Linked DNA regions of Mus musculus: all the other regions are linked to region 4. Evidence: chromatin contacts called from public HiCAR-type, Micro-C and promoter capture Hi-C data. All regions are on one chromosome and are shown on one strand. Each heading gives the region's core, a stretch centred on a gene start, on an enhancer-like site or on the middle of the called end of the contact. The rest is flanking DNA. Distances are from core to core; before and after follow the strand shown. Region 1 holds the start of Marchf11 (membrane associated ring-CH-type finger 11). Region 2 holds the start of Otulin (OTU deubiquitinase with linear linkage specificity). Region 3 holds the start of Ank (progressive ankylosis). Region 4 holds the start of Fbxl7 (F-box and leucine-rich repeat protein 7).

The links. Promoter capture Hi-C pulls out the DNA fragments that hold promoters and counts their contacts. A called contact is a pair of places that touch in the nucleus more often than the background predicts. HiCAR-type assays count read pairs that join an accessible place to other places.
Region 1: a Micro-C map of embryonic stem cells shows a contact between it and region 4, with 4 times the contacts expected there. The contact joins the promoter of Marchf11 here to the promoter of Fbxl7 in region 4. A contact is called at or near these places in 3 of 39 promoter capture datasets (the 3T3-L1 cell line, the SN4741 cell line and liver), 3 of 484 Hi-C or Micro-C datasets (the N1E-115 cell line and embryonic stem cells) and 1 of 115 datasets of contacts at active chromatin or transcription factors (astrocytes).
Region 2: a HiCAR-type map of astrocytes shows a contact between it and region 4, with 2.7 times the contacts expected there. The contact joins the promoter of Otulin here to the promoter of Fbxl7 in region 4. A contact is called at or near these places in 1 of 484 Hi-C or Micro-C datasets (embryonic stem cells) and 1 of 115 datasets of contacts at active chromatin or transcription factors (astrocytes).
Region 3: a promoter capture Hi-C map of hippocampal neurons shows a contact between it and region 4, with 2.5 times the contacts expected there. The contact joins the promoter of Ank here to the promoter of Fbxl7 in region 4. A contact is called at or near these places in 1 of 39 promoter capture datasets (hippocampal neurons) and 1 of 115 datasets of contacts at active chromatin or transcription factors (astrocytes).

The regions. Positions count from the first base shown.
Region 1 is chr15:26,307,124-26,310,342 of GRCm38.p6, reverse strand. Marchf11 (membrane associated ring-CH-type finger 11) reads right to left here and starts at 1,295. Exons shown (of 4, transcript NM_177597.6): 1 at 551-1,295. The coding sequence starts at 1,081.
Region 2 is chr15:27,629,217-27,632,387 of GRCm38.p6, reverse strand. It overlaps Otulin (OTU deubiquitinase with linear linkage specificity), which reads left to right and starts at 1,695. Exons shown (of 7, transcript NM_001013792.2): 1 at 1,695-1,930. The coding sequence starts at 1,779.
Region 3 is chr15:27,465,324-27,468,207 of GRCm38.p6, reverse strand. It overlaps Ank (progressive ankylosis), which reads right to left and starts at 1,531. Exons shown (of 12, transcript NM_020332.4): 1 at 1,109-1,531. The coding sequence starts at 1,204.
Region 4 is chr15:26,893,928-26,896,834 of GRCm38.p6, reverse strand. It overlaps Fbxl7 (F-box and leucine-rich repeat protein 7), which reads left to right and starts at 1,271. Exons shown (of 4, transcript NM_176959.3): 1 at 1,271-1,822. The coding sequence starts at 1,786.

The DNA of each region.
Region 1 (3,219 bases), core at 46-2,545, 590 kb after region 4:
TAATTTTAAAAATGCATTTCTAACAAAGCATCAAGGACATCAATTGGCTAAGATACCCTTTCTGTTCAAGTACTTCCTTTTGCAAGAACTGTAGCACCTTTCTCATTAAAAATTTGTAATAAAAAACCCACCCTTTTTTGGTATTGCATATTGGTATTGCATACCTCATATTGGTATTGATGTAGCATGACTTATCCCCAGCCTCATTTGTATTCTGAAACTAAGTTCTCTGGATACATTAACAGAAAAGAGACCTGGCTTGAATCTACTTATAAACTAAAATCCTTTGAGTAATTCACAAGAAACGCTTGATGATGTTACCATTATAGTACCTAGGAGTACCTGACTTCAAAATAAGGTAGAGAGAAAAGGTGTAGGTTAATTTACTTCTGTATTGGCCACCAGAACACTTTATCAGCCTTCTCAGAAAGAGAACTGGAGAGGGAAGCTCAGTTGTGGGGCGTGCGCTGTCCGTGGTGCTGAAAGCTCTACCCTTGCGGTCCAGGTCCAGGACTCACCGCCTGCAGACCTGGGGTCCCTCTGGCCTTACCTGCTCTGCGCCCTGGAAGCAGATCTTGCAAATGGGCTGATGGTGCTGGTGCTGGTGCCCCGAGCGCTGGTCGCTACCGCCGCCACTACTGCTGCTGCGGCTGCTACATACGGAGCGTGTTTCGGGCTGGTCTCCGGTGCCTCGCCGCTCGCCCTCCCGGCACGCGCCGGCCTCGGGCTCCCCCGGGCTGCCTTTCCCCGTCGCAGCCTCGGGGAGCTTCACCTCTGGAAGGCGCCTAGGACCTTCGCAGGAGTCGCCCGCCGCTGTCACCTCCTGGTCGCCGGGCAACAGAGACGGCGGCAGCGGCGGTAGAGGCTCTCCTGCGCCCTTGCGCCGAGGGGCCAGTTCTACCGGCGGCTCGCCCGACCCTACGATGCGCTCCAGAGGCGCGGGCAGCGGCGGCCGGTAGCGTGGGGAGGTGGGGACCAGGACCGACTCTCCCGGAGGCGGGGGTGGGGGCGGCGGGGGCAGAGGTGGCTCAGCTTCGAGGCTGTCCGCCCGGCTAGACCGTTTTTTGCCCTCGTCGCTCATGGTGGAGTCGCCGCCGTCCTCCTGCCCGCCCGGTGGCGGGCCGGGCGCGGACTGCAGCCAGAGAGCGCAGAGGAAGGCTGGAGAGGGAGGAGGGAAGAGGGTGGGAAGGGGAACCGGGGCGAAGGGACTAGGAAGGCGGGACCAGGAGAGGACGCGGAGGACCGGCGCGGCGGCCGCAGAGGCGGCTGTTCAGCGGAGCCGCCGGCTCGGCTCTGATGGAGGCGGCGCCGAGTTCGGCTGCCCGTGCCAGGCGCGCGGGGGTGGGGATGGGAGGCGGGGAGGAGCGCAGAGCTGGGCAAGGAGGCTGGGAACAAGCACTGGACTGGGGGATGGGGGTAGGCAAGTCGTGCGTGAGAGAGAGGTGTGGGGTGCCGAGAGGACCCTGCTGGAACTGGGGGATTCCTGGGCCGCTTCCACTAACCCCGCCCCGGGCCGCTCACGTCGGTTCCGGGGCGGATTGCCCCTCGCAGAAGCGCGCGGTACTGCGGCTCCAGTGAGAAAGGAAAAGGGGGAGGGGTCGGAAGCTGCCGATCCAAAAACCGTTACTGGGTGGATCTGGGGGAATTCCGAGAAACCCGCCGGGTGGGGGCGCGGTGGGCCAAGCAGAGACCCGCGTGGGAGTAAGGATGAGGGCGAGGTAGGCATCCCTGTGAACAGAGGCACGCAGGAAAGGACTCTTGAGGACAGATGCTGTAGCTGCTCTTTGCTCCACTGTTGTTTTGGGGATCCCAGTCCTCTCTTCTTCAGAGGACTCTGCATCTCAAAAGTCTTCAAGCAGAAGCCTCTGAAACCTTTGTCATCCTGGGAATGCCCAATCCCCCTGTCTCCCTCTCCTGAATATATACATCCTGGATTTGTAAAAATTTTCGATGCGTCCGAGGTTGGAGGGTTGCAATGCTCCATTCTGTGGCTTGTGGGTCTCCTTCATGCTTGCACAAATATTGCTGCGTCCTTCCCAGGAAAAGTGGTTACAACCTTGACTCAGCCTGCCTCCACCCTCATCCACCCCCCACCCCCAGTCTCTCCTCCCTCTCTCCCTCTCTCTCCCTCTCCCCGGCCTCCTCTCTCCTCCCTCCCTACCCCTCCCTACCTTTTCTCTCCCTCTTCCTCTCTCTCCCCACCCCTTTCCAGTAGGGTACTGTGCTCCTGTGCTCTGGCCTTCTGTTCCAAACCCAGCAGTCTGAACTCTTAGGTTATTGGGGTTTTACCCTGCAAGGTGTCCATGCAAATCAATTGTGACTTATCACTGAAGTGGAGTCTTAATGACTTTGACAGAAGTGACTGGCCCTAAAACATTCCTTATTGGCCACATTTCATAGCTGAAGACCTAGGACCAGATAGGCAAACTAAGTTCAAGGTCACCAGCCTATTTAAGGACTGTCCATAGATCTGACACCAGTGTGTGTGTGTGTGTGTGTGTGTGTGTGTGTGTGTGTGTGTGTTTGCGTGCGCGTGCGCGCGCCAGGGTGATGGGCACATGAACATATACCAGCATTCACACACAATCCTTTCTTCATCTTCTTTAAAATAGTTCTGTAGCATGTGGGTTGTTTTGTGTCTCTAACTCCAGTTAACAGAATTGAAGTACTTGAGCACAGGCTTAAGTAGAATTTACAAGTATACATTTGCCTTTTTTAAAAAAGGAAAGAGAGAGGGTGAAGGGAAGGAGGAAAGGAGGGAGAAAGAAACAAACAACAAAGAAAAGAAAGGTAAAGACCCGGGTCTTTTGACATATATCACTGTGGCCTGGATGGAGTTGCAAAAGAAAGAAGAAGGAGGAGAAGAAGAAGAAGAAGAAGAAGAAGAAGAAGAAGAAGAAGAAAGAAGAAGACTGCTTCATCACAAATGGCTTCAGATGAAACAGCTTCCAGGAATGTCCTCTCACACAGTTCCCTCAGACCAGTTTATTTTTGGCAGCACAGTGGCAGCCAGCAAACACAGTTTTAAAATAATCCTTGCAAGCCCTGGCAGTTTACCATACTGAAGAAATGTGGCAGTAGATAGGGGTTGTTTGGGGTCTTCACCTTTCAAAAGTGCACTATACGCATTTGTATACTATCCCATTCATAAGATATTTTTTCCGAAGCATTCATATACTCAAATGCCTGAGCCATAAATTCTTAAAAGGGGAAAAACTT
Region 2 (3,171 bases), core at 446-2,945, 740 kb before region 4:
CTACTACAATCCTTCCTCCTTAAGTTCCTCAACCAGTTTGCTTACCATTTTATGCTTTGAATTTTCAGCAGGTGTGTTTCTTACTTTTTAAAGAAAAAAAAAAAAAAGGAAAAGAACACCTCAGAGTTATTTGTCTCAAGACAAACGTTCTTTCTTTCTTTCTTTCTTTCTTTCTTTCTTTCTTTCTTTCTCTTGTTTTTGTTTTTGTTTTGTTTTGTTTTGTTTTGTTTTTTTGAGGCAGGGTTTCTCTGTGTAGCCCTGGCTGTCCTGAAACTCACTTTGTAGACCATGCTGGCCTCGAACTCAGAAATTCGCCTGCCTCTGCCTCCCAAGTGGTGGGATTAAAGGCGTGCACCATCTCACCCAGCACAAATGTTCTTTCTATAGTTTATCCTCTTATGTTCCCACCTCCCCGAGTTTATCTTTACAGGTTCTTTACAAAGAACATAGCCCTCCCCTGAAAGAAAGTAAGATAGTTTAGTCTGGAGCCAAGGAAATATGAGGCACAATGGTCCAGGAACACAGATTTGACTTATTCCAAATAGTCTCCATATGCTCCAGCCTAATGGCTTCCTTGCTTTTTTGTTTGTTTGTTTGTTTTTTTAAATAGTAACAGAACAAATCAAACATTAAGTCAAAGGTCTTTCTAAAACGCATCAGGTAGATGGTAGAAATGTTTGTTAAATGTTTGTTATGTGATCTGATGTTATTCTGGCCGTAAGTCTGTAGATCCCAATGATTTACCTAAAAGCTATAATGAGGTTGGCAATAAATGGCTATTAAGGAGAACTGAAGATCGCCCAAGACTGTGCAGCTTACTCCTAATCGGTAATATTCTAGCTCTCCATAATCAAGGACGTTTTAATCACCCAATCAGCCTTGGGGATGTTTAACACTAGTGTGCTCCCCTCACCTCTGAACATCAGTTTAGTCCTATGCTTTAATATTTAACTGCAGGCAAAAATGATCTTTCATAAATGGCCTTATAGAGAGAACACGGAAAAGACGAAGCTCAAGCTTATCAATCTAAACTTGGCTTTTTATGATCTGACTTCCAATCTTACTTTTCGGTTCTGCCCCTGAACCTATCTGCAGGCTTCCGAAATGTCCCTGCCTCGCTATTGCTCCATACTCGGGTTCTGCCTCAAGGCTGGAGCCATGCCTACTAACTCACCCACTCTCCCCGGCTTCTGCGCCTCCACGGTCATACCTTGGAAATCTGTTAATGTCAGCCCTTTACTCTTACTCTTAAATCGATCACATGAAGCAATCTAATTCAAGATGGCACAGAATGTTGTGCTTGCTCAACTACGACCCCACAGCCGAGGTCAAGGCCACGTGGGCTCCAGAGGCCGCGCTGGCACTGAGGAACGGTGCCAGCAGAACTTTTAGGGGACCAAGGATGAAGTTCTGTACCGAGGTAAGTACTACCCGGCATCCTAACTCTCTCAACTCCACACCGCCCAGCCGCGTGTCCTGCCCAGCCTCCAACATCCCCCAACACCACCTACTGAGCCCGGACATGCGCAGTGGGCACACGGCGCGGGCCGCTCCAGGCTCCGCGGCTCAAATCCGCTCTGCGCAGGCGTCCTCCCTCCATTCCCAGCCCCGCCCGTTCCAGGTCCCCTAGCCTCTCGCCACGCCCCCTTGCTGCAGGTCAAAGGTCGCGGGGCGGGCCACAGTGACGCTTACGGAAGCGCTCTGCGGACCTCGCGGGGTGCGGGGCAGCGCAGCCACGGCTCCGGACGGCGGGACGGCAGGGCCCGGCGTGGCCGCGGATGAGTCGGGGAACCATGCCCCAGCCCGGAGCGTGGCCCGGTGCAAGCTGCGCCGAGACGCCGGCGCGCGAGGCCGGGGCCGCGGCGCGGGACGGCGGGAAGGTGACGGCCGGCGCGCAGCCCCGGGCCGCGACGCGATGCCCGGCCGAGCAGTGAGTGAGCGGGGCGGGCGTGGGAGCGGGCGCGGGCGCGGGGCTGCGTGGGTTCCCTCGGTTTCAGGTCGGCTACCCAGACCGAGCAGTAGAGAGTCGGGAGTGTGGACCCTGTCACAGCTCGGTCACCCAGGCCGCCACACTCCCGCTTTGACAACTGTCCAATCCTGAAGTTAGGGAAAGCGCTAGGAATTTGGGAAAGAAATCCAGAGAGGCCCCTTTAATGATCCACTGACTCCCTGTAGCTCTTTTCCCCTAACCTAGCTCGGAGGAAGTGAGTTCGCCCCAGTAACAGCCACAGAATTGTCCTGCGATGTCACCACTTGAAGAGTTTCCCACCTGTTGGACAGACTTTGGCCACAGGCTGGCCCTCTCCGTTTTACCCCGTCAGACCCTGGCTAGGTATTCCTACCACTCTTTGCTTTTACACACACACACACACACACACACACACACAGGCACACAGTTTTAGAGCAGTTCCTTATTGACTGTGAAGAAAAACAGTAAGTTAGAAGCGATTTCACTGTGCAGGGTTTGGAGGTGTCTACTGAGTTCGTGGCACAGTTCTAGATGTCTTTGGACTTAGAAAATCAAAAGCTCCGACAGTCAGTTTTCTTATGATCCAAAAGTTAAAGCATAAGGTGTGTCTAGATGGACCTTTAGAGCTCTTTCAATTTCCTAAGAAGGGGTCTTTTGAAGCCTTGTTAAGGAAGACGGGATATAATAGCAGCTCAGTTGTGAGGTGCTTTGCGGTGGGCTTTGACCGCTTTCGTTTATTGAGCGCCCGAGTGTGATGGTAATTATTCCTGTAATGAGCTAGTGGTAACAGGAAAGGTATAGAGTGGGAAGCCTTAACCTTCTCTAAGAGCTAGGCTGCCAATTAGCGTTAGTGACATTGTCTGTTAGCTTTGGGACTTGGGGAGCTTTTAGCTCTTTATTTGGGTCAGCATTATCTAAGCTTCAGCCATAGTTGCTGTAGTCAATGAATCTAGATAGCCTGGTTTTTTTAAATGAAATGTCCTGATTCTTAAGTAGGGACACTTATTTTTCTTTCTATTGAGCTCCTTTATATTACAGGGCCATGTTTGAGTTGGTCTAGTCTGTGGTTGCCAGGTTGAAACTGTCTAGGTTAGAGATGTCTCTTTCCTCTGCTCTTCCTCTGCTTCCTGACGGCTCTGCCTTTCAGCCTGCTTTCCTAGTCCATTCCTTTCCTGGATGCCCAGCCTTTTAAGCCCTGCACC
Region 3 (2,884 bases), core at 282-2,781, 570 kb before region 4:
AGACGTTTTAATAATTTTCTATGTCTTAATCATCTCCAACGCATGTGAAGCAGATACCTCGTTTTCCTGTGCTCCTGTATCGACTCTTCACCTGCCTGTATGAATTATCCTTCCCTACACAGAGGTGGGCTATACCTGCCTACCCAGTGACTGTCAGAAACTCCTCACTCCCGCCTCCATCCAGAGCCCCTTAATGAACAAAAGAGGGTTTATCCCACTGCTTTGAAAGGAAAAAATAGTACATTTGCAAAAGTAGGTCTATCTTACACTTTTGAAAAGGTCCAGCTCCCACCCCCAAACCCTCTCCCGGACCTTAGGCTGTAACTGCAACTGCCAGGAAGCCCTGCAAAAGGGTACCAGTGCCTCACCGCCACGGGAGAGCCTGCAGCACCAGATTGGTAATGACGCCACATGGAGATAGCGTGAAAAAAGAATGAGAAGGCAGCACCAGAAATGTGCTCTCGTCCAAAGGGGTGGAAGGAAGAGAGGAGAGAGAACACACACACACACACACACACACACACAGAGAGAGAGAGAGAGAGAGAGAGAGAGAGAGAGAGAGAGAGAGAGAACAGATATCCTAAAGTAGATATAATCAGTGATCCTCTAGGCAAGGTACCTCCTGGACACCCCTAATCCTTACCTAGGCTACATGCAAAGATGTAAATTTGGAAGTACGTGGGAAATCAACTTGGAGACATTGTAAGGCAAATTCTCCCACCATCACTACCATCACCAAACCCTGTGCAAGTAAAAAGCCAGCACTAAATGCTACTAGAAACTACATGCAGTTCTGGGCCCGAGGTTTACATAATCACAAATTACATAATACTCATCCCGAGCACTAAACCCCTTTCTATAGGTGAAGTTCCCCATCATCCCGTCGCTTGCTATTTTCCAAAGAACGCTGGAAAAGTCTCCAATATCTGCGGAGGGAGGGGATGGGGCGCTGCAAAAGTCACCCTCGACAAGCCGCAAAGCCACGTCAAATGGTCCAGGGTAAAGGGGGTTCGGAGCAGGTGACTCCTCTCCTCCCGCATCCCCCCGGCGCCCGGCATCCAAGGCCGAGGCTGGGCGAGCGAGGCGCACCGGGCGCGGCCGGGCTTACCTGCTCCCCGAAGTCGATGGCTATGTTGGTGATGCCGAGGGGCACCAGGAACCGGATCAGGGGCCAGTAGTGCGTGAGCGCCGGGAATTTCACCATAGTCCCCGCCGTGGGCTGACCCCACACTCATCTGCCGCCGCGAGGGCACTGTGCTGGGAGGCGCGCGGAGCGCAGCGCGGGGACGGAGGCCGCGGCCGGCGGGGCCTGGGGCGGCGGCTGCTCGCGGCGGCGGCGGCGTCCTCTCCAAGCGCTGCTGCTCTAGCAGGAGAGCCGCGAGCTCAAGTCCATCCCCGCTGCCCTCCCACACAACAAAGATCTGCCGGGGAGAAAGAGAGGAGGGACAGGGACGGCAGCGGCGGCAGCGGCGGCGGCGGCGGCGGCGGCAGCAGAGGCTTCTGCTGACAGCGGCTCCATTATAAGCGCTCTGGGCCCGGAAATAAATAAATAACCGCGCGCACGAGGCGCCTCCGCCGCCGCCGCCGCGCCGCGCGGAGGAAATCAGGGGCGGGCGGAGGCGCGACACCGCTGGCGACCCGGGAGGGGGCCGGCCCGGCGCCGCCTCCCCGCTCCGCTGCGCACGGCTCGGCCGCGGGGGGCGCTGCGCTCGCACAGGCCACTGCCGTCCGCGCCCGCGGGGGACCGGGGCGCCGCCTGAGCCGAGCGCGCGGAGCGGGGAGTCAGGCGGGGCGGGCGAGCGGGCGGGGACTCCGGGTGACCCGACACCGACAGCCCCATGCTGTCCCCGGAGCGTCCGGCAAGGCCGTGTGAGCGCCGTCTCCAGAGTTGGGAACCAGGAGTAGAGCTTCGGGGACAACCGAGCTGGAAAGGCCTCGGCGTCCGGGCGGCCTTGAGGCGGACTGGGAGCTGCTTTAGGGTGATGGGGATACGGCTGCATTAGTGGGAGAGAAGGATGGTTTACCAAAACGAGCATCTCGCATCTCTCGTGACAGAGATCTGCAGACCCTGGGGAAAAATACACCGGGTGGCAGGGACTGACTGTCCGTCCTGGACTAGGGTTCTGGGATGCTCCATACCGGTCTCCAGCTTTTGCTAGTAATGTGCAACCGTTTACTTATTTAAAAGTCGACCGGTAAATATGCTTAAAAAAAAAAAAAAGGAAAGAAAATCTGCTCGGCTGTGTTATAATATGTCCCCAGTGATTTCATGATAAATCAGTTGCTGAGCTGAGACTTTTACCTAAAACTGAAAAGCTTGACAAAGCCAGCATCAGCCGGTGTCCCAGTATAGTGTATGAAAAAAGGGTCCAAGCCAGTGACTGAAGCATTCACAGCAGGGCGGGGCTGGCCTCCAAGAGACGAGTACAGTCACACAAAAAAGCTTAGCTCGTAGAGGGTCCTGTGCCTGCTTTGGCTCTCTGTTTTTGCCTTAATACTTTTCATTAATATTTATTTTATTATTTTATGTCTATGGGCAGATATTTTTTTTTGTCTGCATGTCTGTCTGTGCATGACATGCTTGTCCAGCACCCACAGAGCCCAGAAGAGGGCATTGGAGCTTCTCCTGGATTCCAGAACATTGTGAGCTACCATATGAGTGCTGGAATGGAACCCGGGACTCTGGAAGAGCAGCAGTCGGTGCTCCTAACTGCTGAAACATCGTTTTCTTCAAACCCTGGTCTTGCCCTCTTGAAATGATGAATTTCTGAACAAGGGGCCTTAGCTTTTCATTCTGTAGCAGTTGAGATAGATGGTTTGTTCAACTTGTATCTTCCTATGCATCTTTTTTTTTTTTTTTTTTTTTTGGTTTTTCGAGACAGGG
Region 4 (2,907 bases), core at 22-2,521:
TTTAGATTGATTTTGTGTTTTCTAGCAGAATCTTGTAGGGAGCCCATCATAAATTAATTTTAATTTTAATGTTTTTAATTTTATCTCATTAGACAAGTGTTTAGGAATTACACATTACTGTTTAGATATTTTAAAAGACATTAAAACATTCTTTTATGGCTTTGGAGTAGAAGACAAAAAAGGTTCCCAACACAATAATTATTCTGTTCTATCTTTGAACGTTTACACGTTTACTTAAGAATATGGTATCTGCATGGTTAAGGATAGATTTTAAACTTTGAAACATAATGTTTTATCTTTAATGAAGAGCATTGTAGGAACTCATCTAAGGAGAATTTACAAGAAGTCAAATCATCTCATAAGAAGCCATTGTTTACTAACTCCTGGGTTTCTATTCAAGAATTATGTATATATAAAGATAAACATATCACTAAGCTTTAATTTAATTTACAACATCTGTAAGGAGAAACTGCTGCGTGTTCGTTTCACCACCAAAAAAATCTGCGTGAACAACGTTCTGATCTTCAGTGAGACTTTCTAGGCACTTACATAGAAATGGAGTAGGACATTAAGATTCTCTATCTTTTTTTTTTCCCTATTTAATGGAAGGAACACCAAAGGGCGATTTAAAGGAGGAGGGGGCTTTGCAAACGCCACGTAAATCTCCAAACGAAGTAGTAAGTTACTAAATAAAAGATGGCATCAACTACAAGAAGAAAAATAAATAAATAAATGAGGAGGGAAAAAAAAGTCGTGTCTCGGAAGCTTTCAAAACTTCAGAGCCAGGAAACCTCCTTCTCAGGGCGGGGAATGTCTTTGCTCTCCAGAGACCACTCCCTTGCTAAGTTCCTCTCAAGTTTTCCTTACCCCTCCTCCATTCCTCGCGTTAGCCCCGAAACCCAAGGAGCCGCTGGAGATTGCCAGCACAGGTACCAGAAATGTGCCAGAACCGGACACTGACTGCATGTTTCTAGTAAACGTCACAAATGGGCCATTTTTTTTGTAGACAACTCCAGGGGAATTCGAAGAACGTCTTGAAGCCCACAGTCCACAGAAAACACAGCGCGCAGCACGGTCCTTCACGCCGGAGGGTTCGCGAGTGGCACGGAGAGCCAGAGCCCTGGCGGGGACCAGGAGCCGGAGCCCGGAAAAGGCGTGCTGCCCCTTTAAAAGGCCGCGCATCTCCGGGCCGGCCTTCCTCCCGGGGGCTCCAGCTGTGATTGACGCTGGGCGGCGAGAGGAGGCGCCTGGCGCTAACAAAAGTCCGGCCCGCAGGCGAGCAGCGCCGGGCCACAAGTCTCTGCTCACTCGGGGCACCGCAACAAGTGGCCGCCGCGCCCTCCCCGGGGAAGCCGCGGACGCACGGGGGCGCAGGGCGGAGGCGGAGGCCGAGGAGCCGGACAGCCTGGGGCAGGCGCGGCTCGGCTCGCACGGCTGGGGACCGCGGAGGCGCATGGGGACCCCACGGCGGTGGAGCGGCGAGTCTAGGGGCGGCACCCGGGCGCGGGCTGTGCTTCGCGCTGCTCCCACTCGCCCGGAGCGCGGAATCTGAGAGCTCCGGTGGTTGCTCTGGAGCTGGCTCGCCACCCTCGGGGGTGCCAGGAGCGGACCTAGTCCCACCCCTCCGGTCGCAGAGCACTGCGGACCCCCAAGCCCAAATCGGCCCTTGGAAGGGGCATGTGCAGCTAAGGGTCCGGTCCTGCCCGCTTTCCTCTGCCCCGCCGCCTGGGAGGTGCGCCCCAGCTATGCAGTGTCCAGGGAGGAGGCGGGCATGACGGCGACAGGATGGGCGCGAACAATGGCAAACAGTACGGCAGTGAGGGTGAGTGGGCCGAACGTACCCCCTCCCCCGACTCCCGGATCGCGCCCCCTCCCTTTCCTCTCGCACACAGCTCAGGCGCACCCTACTTTGGTGACGTCGGGGTAGCCGGCTTCCCTTTGGGCTCTGCTTGATCCAGTCTCTGGTACCTGGACGTGCCTTTCCACCACTGGGGTCTCTTAAGCAATTTTCCAGGTTGTCTTTAGGACTGCTCAAGTTGCATTTCTGCTGTGTTTCTGAACACGTGTGCCCCAGCTTTTCCTTCTCTGCGCACCTTGGTCTAGGTGATGGTTTGGCAGAGAATTGAAGCAGTCAAAACTTTCCCAGGCCTTTTTGTGCTTTAGTCCTCTGGACTTCCTCCTATCAGGAAAAAAACTTCGGGAAGAAGTTAAGCTTCCATTCTTTGCTAACTGCCCTGGTCTGACAGGTCTGTGAAACTAACCACCTATGGGTCCCGCGAGGCATGGAGTGGCTGGGAGCTTTGTCTGGGCTCTCTCGAGGCTCAAGACAGGCAGAGCACCATCTGTTACTCGGGGCTGGAAATTGCACAGAAATATTGCCTGTCAAGTGAGTACTTGGAAGTTGGGGGAAACTTTAAACTCCGCCTACTCCTAAAGGGATGATGGATGTGTGGGTTGCCTCCTCAGTCCCGCCTTCCCCGCTTTGCATAATACCAGTAGTGTTTTAACCCCTGTGATTAACAGCATGTCCCTGATATGCACAAAGCAAAGACATTTTCTACAGTTCAAGAGTTAAGGTCTGTATCGAGTGAACCTGGTTGAAAGGAGTGAGGAGACTGGGTTGGCTTTCCTGCCTTTCCCCAGAGCACAGGCGGTTACAAAGGAGGGAAGAGCCCTTTCAGACTGGCAGGAATGCAGAATAGCTATTCAGCATCTGGTGTTAAGGAACCGCTTATCAGCCTGTCCAAAACTTGGAGCCATAGTTACAGAATGTAGGGGCGTCTCTCCCTGTTTGTATCTGTGTTTACTTCTGAGCTACTTTGTAAAACTTATACTAAAAGCAAACCCTAGAAAAATCCACTCAATTAAAAAAATCATTCATTTCCAGACTATCATGTTTTGAATTCC